Linked DNA regions of Hordeum vulgare: region 1 is linked to region 2. A link is a contact called in public Hi-C data. All regions are on one chromosome and are shown on one strand. Each heading gives the region's core, a stretch centred on a gene start, on an enhancer-like site or on the middle of the called end of the contact. The rest is flanking DNA. Distances are from core to core; before and after follow the strand shown. Region 1 holds the start of LOC123430180 (exocyst complex component EXO70H1-like). Region 2 has its middle 60 kb from the start of LOC123430179.

Evidence for each region. Hi-C and Micro-C count contacts between places; a contact is called where the count stands out from the background.
Region 1: a contact with region 2 is called in a Hi-C map of seedling, with 2.7 times the contacts expected there. The contact joins the promoter of LOC123430180 here to the enhancer-like site in region 2. A contact is called at or near these places in 3 of 6 Hi-C or Micro-C datasets (leaf and seedling) and 1 of 1 datasets of contacts at active chromatin or transcription factors (embryo).

The regions. Positions count from the first base shown.
Region 1 is chr2H:415,757,230-415,760,539 of MorexV3_pseudomolecules_assembly, reverse strand. LOC123430180 (exocyst complex component EXO70H1-like) reads left to right here and starts at 1,591. Exons shown (of 1, transcript XM_045114073.1): 1 at 1,591-3,310. The coding sequence starts at 1,664.
Region 2 is chr2H:415,590,897-415,594,229 of MorexV3_pseudomolecules_assembly, reverse strand. No RefSeq gene overlaps it. Among protein-coding and RNA genes, the nearest start is that of LOC123430179, 60 kb to the right of the region's middle. Within about 2 kb of position 1,624, at least 2 of the 3 cell types and tissues checked have open chromatin away from gene starts, as enhancers often do. A contact at or near this core is called in seedling, where this site is marked.

The sequences.
Region 1 (3,310 bases), core at 342-2,841, 170 kb before region 2:
AGATCCGACAACCCAACCTCAGGTCGACCACCTCCGGTGAAGGAGGTCGCCACCACCGCTATACCCAGGGCCGGAGCCCCGACGTCCTCGTGTTGCCGGTCAAACCCAGGAGCTGTATGCCATTGATGCAATAGGAAAGATACATGACATCAACATGTGTGGCGTGCCAATGCCCATCTGGACCCAGATCAGGTGCCCCTAGCTGCCATCGATGGACATCTCACCGTACGCCGCCGCCTGCTTGCCGAAGCTGGCCGCCGCCACCCGATGCCATTGCTGTAGATCCGACCGATGCGGTCCGCCGCCACGCTGACCGAAGCGTTGGCCACTTCGGGCTTGCCCGAGATCCATGGCCCTCCGCCACCAAGGAGCAGCACATGCCCCGCCACCACAGTCTCTTGCCATGTCTCGAGCTTGCTCAGGATCCATGGCCCTCCGCCACCAAGGAGCAACACACGGCCCGCCGCCACAGTCCCTGGCAGCTTCTCGGGCTTGCCTAGCGCTAGTCTCATACATCAACGGAAAGGGACATAATAGATCGAGGCTCCTCCAACGGCTAGATGGGATCGCCCCCGTGGACTTTCAAGCTGAATGACTCGGGCGGGGAGGAAACACCTCTATAGCCTGCGGTGGATCCGATAGGAAAATCTCCTGCAACTAAATTAGCAAAACCTTTTCTTTTTTGAATTTGGTAATTCTAGAGAATCATAATTCCATGAGTTCCAAGTTCAAATAAATGAGTGCAATATTCGAGTTATGTTGTACACCCTTCATAAAACGACTACTCTCTCCGTTGTAAAATACACGCTTCATCGTATTTGAAGATTTGAGTTTGAACAAATACTAGTAACAAAATATGGATGAGACGGTCAAACCTAGGTCCTAATATGTGTGAACCGCTTAGGGCACCCAGGCCCACATTGAGCATCAATGGCTCACGGGCAAGACGTGCTTCTTCTCCTCGTGTCAACATCGAAAAGCAATTTACTTGGCATCTAAGCAACAAAGTAATTGTTGGTCTTTTTTCTTGAAAATAATAATCACCATTTACTTGGCAGTGGGATCCATTTGAGTCCTGAGAGGCGACAAACCAAACGTCCCCTTACAGGTATAAACTAATTTTATGGCAAGCATGGAGACAAAACGTAAGGCTCAGCTGAGAGGCAAATTTGTCTCTTGAGGGCGTGGGGGTGTATTTACGCCTTGGAAGGTTCGAAGCAGCTTCGAGGAGGCTGTGCGATGCGATCTACGCGGTTGCTCTCTTGTAAATGCCGTGCAGCGACGGCAACAAAAGTGTATTTGGGCGGGGGAGAGACCAGCTTACGCTGCAGTCCAAGCTCTGGATTAGCTCCAAATTTGCTAATAGTCCTAATTGGAGTGGTACTACATTTCGTCACGCTGTTTCCCCGCGTGCCATACTATACTTCTATTCGAGTGCAACTTGGGCGTGTCTCCATCCTATCCTGGTGAGGCGGGCTGACGCACGCGAGCTGGCGAGGTGTCACGTTTGACCGACATTTCCGATGGGAGAACGCCGAGTCGTCCACTGGTCTATAAGTACCCCCTGCCGCCCGTCGCATCCTCTTAACAAACTCCGCCTTGCCTCCCTCCCTCCCTCCTTGCAAACCAAGGCACCGCTCAGCCAATCAAGCGGCACGCAACGATGACGCGCGCCGGCAGCCGGAGCCCCCTGCCCCCCCGCCGCACGCTCCCGGCCACCGTGGTGGACGACACCGTGGCGGCCGCCGCCATCCTTCTCGAGAAGTGGCATCCGGATGAGGACTCCTTTGGCAGCTCGCTCTTCCTCGACTCCACCCCGGACGAGGTCGACGCCTTCCTGCGCGCTGCCAAGGACCTCCACCGCGCCATGCTCTTCTACGCCTCTGGCGCCGCCACCAACGCCGACGCCCTCCACGCCGGAGGCCATGGCCTCATTCGCGCGCAGGAGCTTCTCGACACGGCCATGCGGAGGCTCCAGCGCGAGCTCCAGGAACTCCTCACCTCCCTCCCCGCCGTCCTCCGCTTCCGCCAGGATGACGATGATGATGATGATGGTGAAGATGAAGATGAAGACGAGCAAGAGCAAGACGATGACCAAAGCCTGCTAGACACCTGTGCTCACCTTCGCGTGGTCGCCGACGCCATGATTGCCGCCGGGTACGGCAAGGAGTGCGTATCCATCTTCAAGGCGCGCCGACGCGCGGCGGTGACCGCCAACCTGCAGCGCCTGCACGGCTTCTCGCTGTCTCTGCAGCACGCGCAGGTCCATAAGCTCTCCTGGGAGCAGGTCGACGCCAAGATACAGTCCTGGATCGCCGGCGCGCGCGTCGCCTTCACGTCCGTCTTCTCCGCGGAGCGGGAGCTCTGCGACCGCGTCTTCGTCGCCGACAACGAGGCCGTCGGCGACGCGGTGTTCGGAGCCATCGCGGACGATCATGCCACCAACATCCTAGCGGTCGCCGAGGCCGCCGTCGGGCGGGCACGGCGCGCGCCGGAGCGGCTGTTCCGCGTGCTCGACGTCCACGACGCGCTCACCGACACCATGCTCCCGGCCATCGTCTCCGCGTTCGGGGAGAAGTCGGAGGTCACTTCCCGCGCCGTCACCCTCGTGACGACCAAGGTTAGCGAGGCGGTCCGGAGCATGGTGGCCAGCTTCGAGGCAGCCATCGAGAAAGAGCCGTCCAAGGGCACGGTGCCCGGCGGCGCAGTGCACCCGCTCACCCGCTACGTGATGAACTACCTCACCTTCCTCGCCGACTACGAGAACGCGCTGGCTCACATATACTTCTACCAACAAGGAGTAGGAGTAGGAGTAGGAGCAGACCAGTTGACGGATACGTCATCCCTCGCCTCTGGCAGCATGCGCTCGTCGTCGGATCTCTCGTCGTCGTCGTCGTCCTCGCCGGCGTTGAGCGTGTGGTCGAACCCGATCGGTTGGCTCGTGCATGTGCTGCTACGGAAGCTTGAAGCCAAGGCCGGGAGCTACCGGGAACCGGCGCTGAGCTACCTATTCCTGGCGAACAACACGCACTACGTGGCCAAGAAGGTGGGCGGCGGCACGAAGCTGGAGCAGATCCTCGGGGAGGAGTGGGCGGAGGCGCAGAGGGCCAAGGCGCGCGGGTACGTTGACGTGTACGTGCGCGCGGCGTGGGGGAGCAAGGTGCTTCGCGGTGGTGCGGTGGAGGAAGCGGTGGTGGACATGGTGGCGATGCAAGAGAGGTGGGTGGCGGCAGACGAGGAGATGGGGGAGGTGCTGAGAGCAGCGGCCAAGGAGGCCGTGGTGCCCATGTACAGGCTCTTCTACCGACGG
Region 2 (3,333 bases), core at 375-2,874:
GATGAAATTAATTTAAGGGAGAGGCGATGTGGCGAGTTGAGGATCTTCGCGATGCTCATTGTATGTCCTCAGCATATGTAGTTCAATAAAGCTATTTTTGCCCAAATTGTGTTCATAAGCCTCTTGACCCATTTCTTGTTATTCTCTCTTGGTCCAGCTCTCCTTACTCTTCTAGGGCCAATTTTTTCTTTTTGTTTCACTGTCGGTTTTAGAATTTATCGTCTCTACAACGACTTGCTCTCTTTGCTCTTTTAAAGACGTTTTCTTCATGACAAGCTCTTCTATTTCATTTGATACGTTCAATTAAATCGGACCACAGGGATAACGGGCCAATGCGCCTAACCATTGGACAACCCGGCGGTGAAGGCTGATAATAGATATATATTTCTTTTTTGCTCCAGTGTTATTTGAGTAGACCGGATCGCGGGAGCGGCGGCTTGCGCACGTATGTTGGGCGGCTCGTATGGGCGGACACGGTCCTTACGTGTTGATATAGACCGGACCACGGAGATGGCGGGTTGCTTGCGTTCATTGGGCAGCTCGTACGAGCGGGCCGATCCGAACGTGTTGATGTAGACCGGTCCGCAGAGATGGCGGTTTGCGCGCTTTCATTAGAAGGCTCATACGAACGGACACTGTCCTAACATGTTGATGTAGAGCGGACCGTCAAGCGACGGCTTGCGCGTGTATTCGTGGAAGCGTGCGGCATGGACGGATGCTAACACATATGATGTTGCCGCGAACTGTGCTGATGCTTGTACGGGCTGATTGAACAAAATATTGTGCAAGTACTTGTTGTACTAGAGGTAGAGTAGTAGTACTATGTGGCTATCTTGTTCTTCGATATTTGAGCCTTGAGAAAAATGTAAACGAATCTTTTTTAGCTCGCTCCTTCTTGCGTTGAACTATTTTGCATATAGAAATAAGAAGTGAAGATGGCACTAGCAGATGGACTGTCCATTTCGTAAACCAATCCATGGTTGGATGTTTAAGAGGACTATGGTATTTCCTGTCCATCAAAGTTTAAGTCTCAGACTTGACGTTAGTGCTTGCATTTTTTTGGATTTATTTCAGGTCTTTGGCGATGTGCTTTCAGTGAAAGGAGACGTTTTCATCGAAAACGAAGGCGTTAGTGGCGACTTCGTCAATCTTAAGATTATATATCAGCTTATTCTTTCAAAGATGTTCATAAAGGTAGAGTATGCGTGTTTGCGTTTATATAGACGAGTATACATTCATGTATATGAGCGATTTTGATTGTATTGTGTTAAAAAAATGGACTGCCATTTCCATGTGAAAGACAGCGGCGCTGCAGGCTATCACTGATGATTTATTTTTTCTTTGCGCCACGCCTCTGCTTTTAGGACAAAATCACTGCTAGGTCTTTATATGCAGCAGCAACGTTAAGCATCTATAAGTATCCACGTCAGCTGTTAATAATATATCGAAATTGCTTCACGTACGACGTTACGTCCGATATAGTTCGGTCTTTCTTCCGCAATCTACTCCTTCACTGGTCAGTTTCATTTATACCTAGTAGTACAAGATGACTGTAGCTAGCTAGGCTGCCCCACCTAGTAGTACAAGTGCATGCAGGACACGTACTGAGCAACGTGCTACGTAGCCTCGACGGCAGCGATAATGCACAGCACTCCTATAGTCAGTGATAGACACAGCGCGAATGGCATCCATATGGCTGAGGCGCTGCCCCACCTAGTAGTATAGTCACAGTCCATTAAAGCATGGTTAATAGTAGACCCGACTACCGGCTTTATGCCATTGCCATGTCACTTGTAGTCTCCGTAAAACAAATCTCATATAGTAAAGCTGGCTGCAAGCATTGGCTATAGCAGTTAATGTTTACATGTATGGAAGAGATAAAAACACAACTGTTGGAGAGGAGGGAGCCGCGACAGCCTTCAACCATTGCATGCAGTTCTTTTCTCTTGGGTATTGTGTTGTAGCCGGGCGACAATTGAAGCGCCGGCTCCCTTCTCTCTCTTGCTTTCTCTCCCCTCCAGCTAGACTTTCTCTGACGTGGAAGAGCTTGTAGCCGGCTGTCTAGGTACTACTATACTTGTTCTTAGGACATCTCCAATAATCCTATGATCATCATTGGTAAATTGTCATATAGACGAATTTGATGACATGGCGCATAAGAAAAAAAAAGAATGAAATCGTATGAACTTGAAGTAACGGTTCTGGCACAAGCTCCGAGACAAACATGGTCATTTTTTCAACATTTAGTGGACCCGCTTAGTTATTTTACATACGGTTAACATATACTTCATTAAAGAACTTGTATGATATATTATCGGCGCTGCTATACGTACGACAAAATGCGTACGATCCTCGTCCGATCCGGCGTGGCAACGTAGCGAAAATTGCTCCGCATGCAGTGTGGTTTGGGTTTGGGCCGAGGCTGGTTCTTGAATCAGAACACCGCTTCTGTCTTGGTAGGCCCCTCCTCTATAGTAACATTTTTTTTAAATGAGTTTATATCTTATCCGGTTATCCCCTCCACACAGAATTGGATCGAGTGTTCTAGCTTCTTCCGCCTATTCCTGTTGCTACTTTGCCAGCTGCTTGGACGCTGCTTCTTCTGGCTCAAATCATGGCTCAAATCTGGGAGGAGGAGAGGCACAAGGAGAGAGGGTGGGGCGCCAGCCGCCCGGCTGCTCGGAGCAACGCCGCGGGAGGCAGCTTGCTGGCTCGGCATAGTTGGGATGGTGGCTGGATGCAACCTCCAATGGCAGAGTGCGTGGACGCTGCTTCTTCTGGCTCAAATCTGAGAGGAGGATGAGAGGCACAAGGAGAGAGGGGGGGGGGGGGGGCGCCAGCCGCCCGGATGCTCGGAGCAACGTCGCTGGAGGCAGCTTGCTGGCTCGGCATAGTTGCGATGGTGGCTGGATGCAACCTCCAACGGCAGAGGTGAGTAACAGATTGCTGGAAGCTCTTGTATCAAATTTACTGTCTAAGAGCACATTTCTCTTGACCAGAGCAGAATGATTAGTCCATTCATGCTTGAATCTAGCAAGTACTGAATCTGTCCATTGAAAGCCACATGTTTATAGTGACATAAAGCGTTGAAATGATAATGTCATTGTTACAATAACCAAAATAAATACTTGCATCTAGTGCCATAAGCCAAACTGTCTAATCGGCTCGGAAGTACTACAGAGTGTGTCTTTTTCATCCGTTCGAATTAGCATCTAGCAGATCCATGACATCTTTATTTCCCTTCAAAGTTCAAAAACACAATGAGCTATTGACAAATAATGTTGGAAAATATTTAATAATACGAGTGTAGCACCTGGAGAATGTCAATGTACG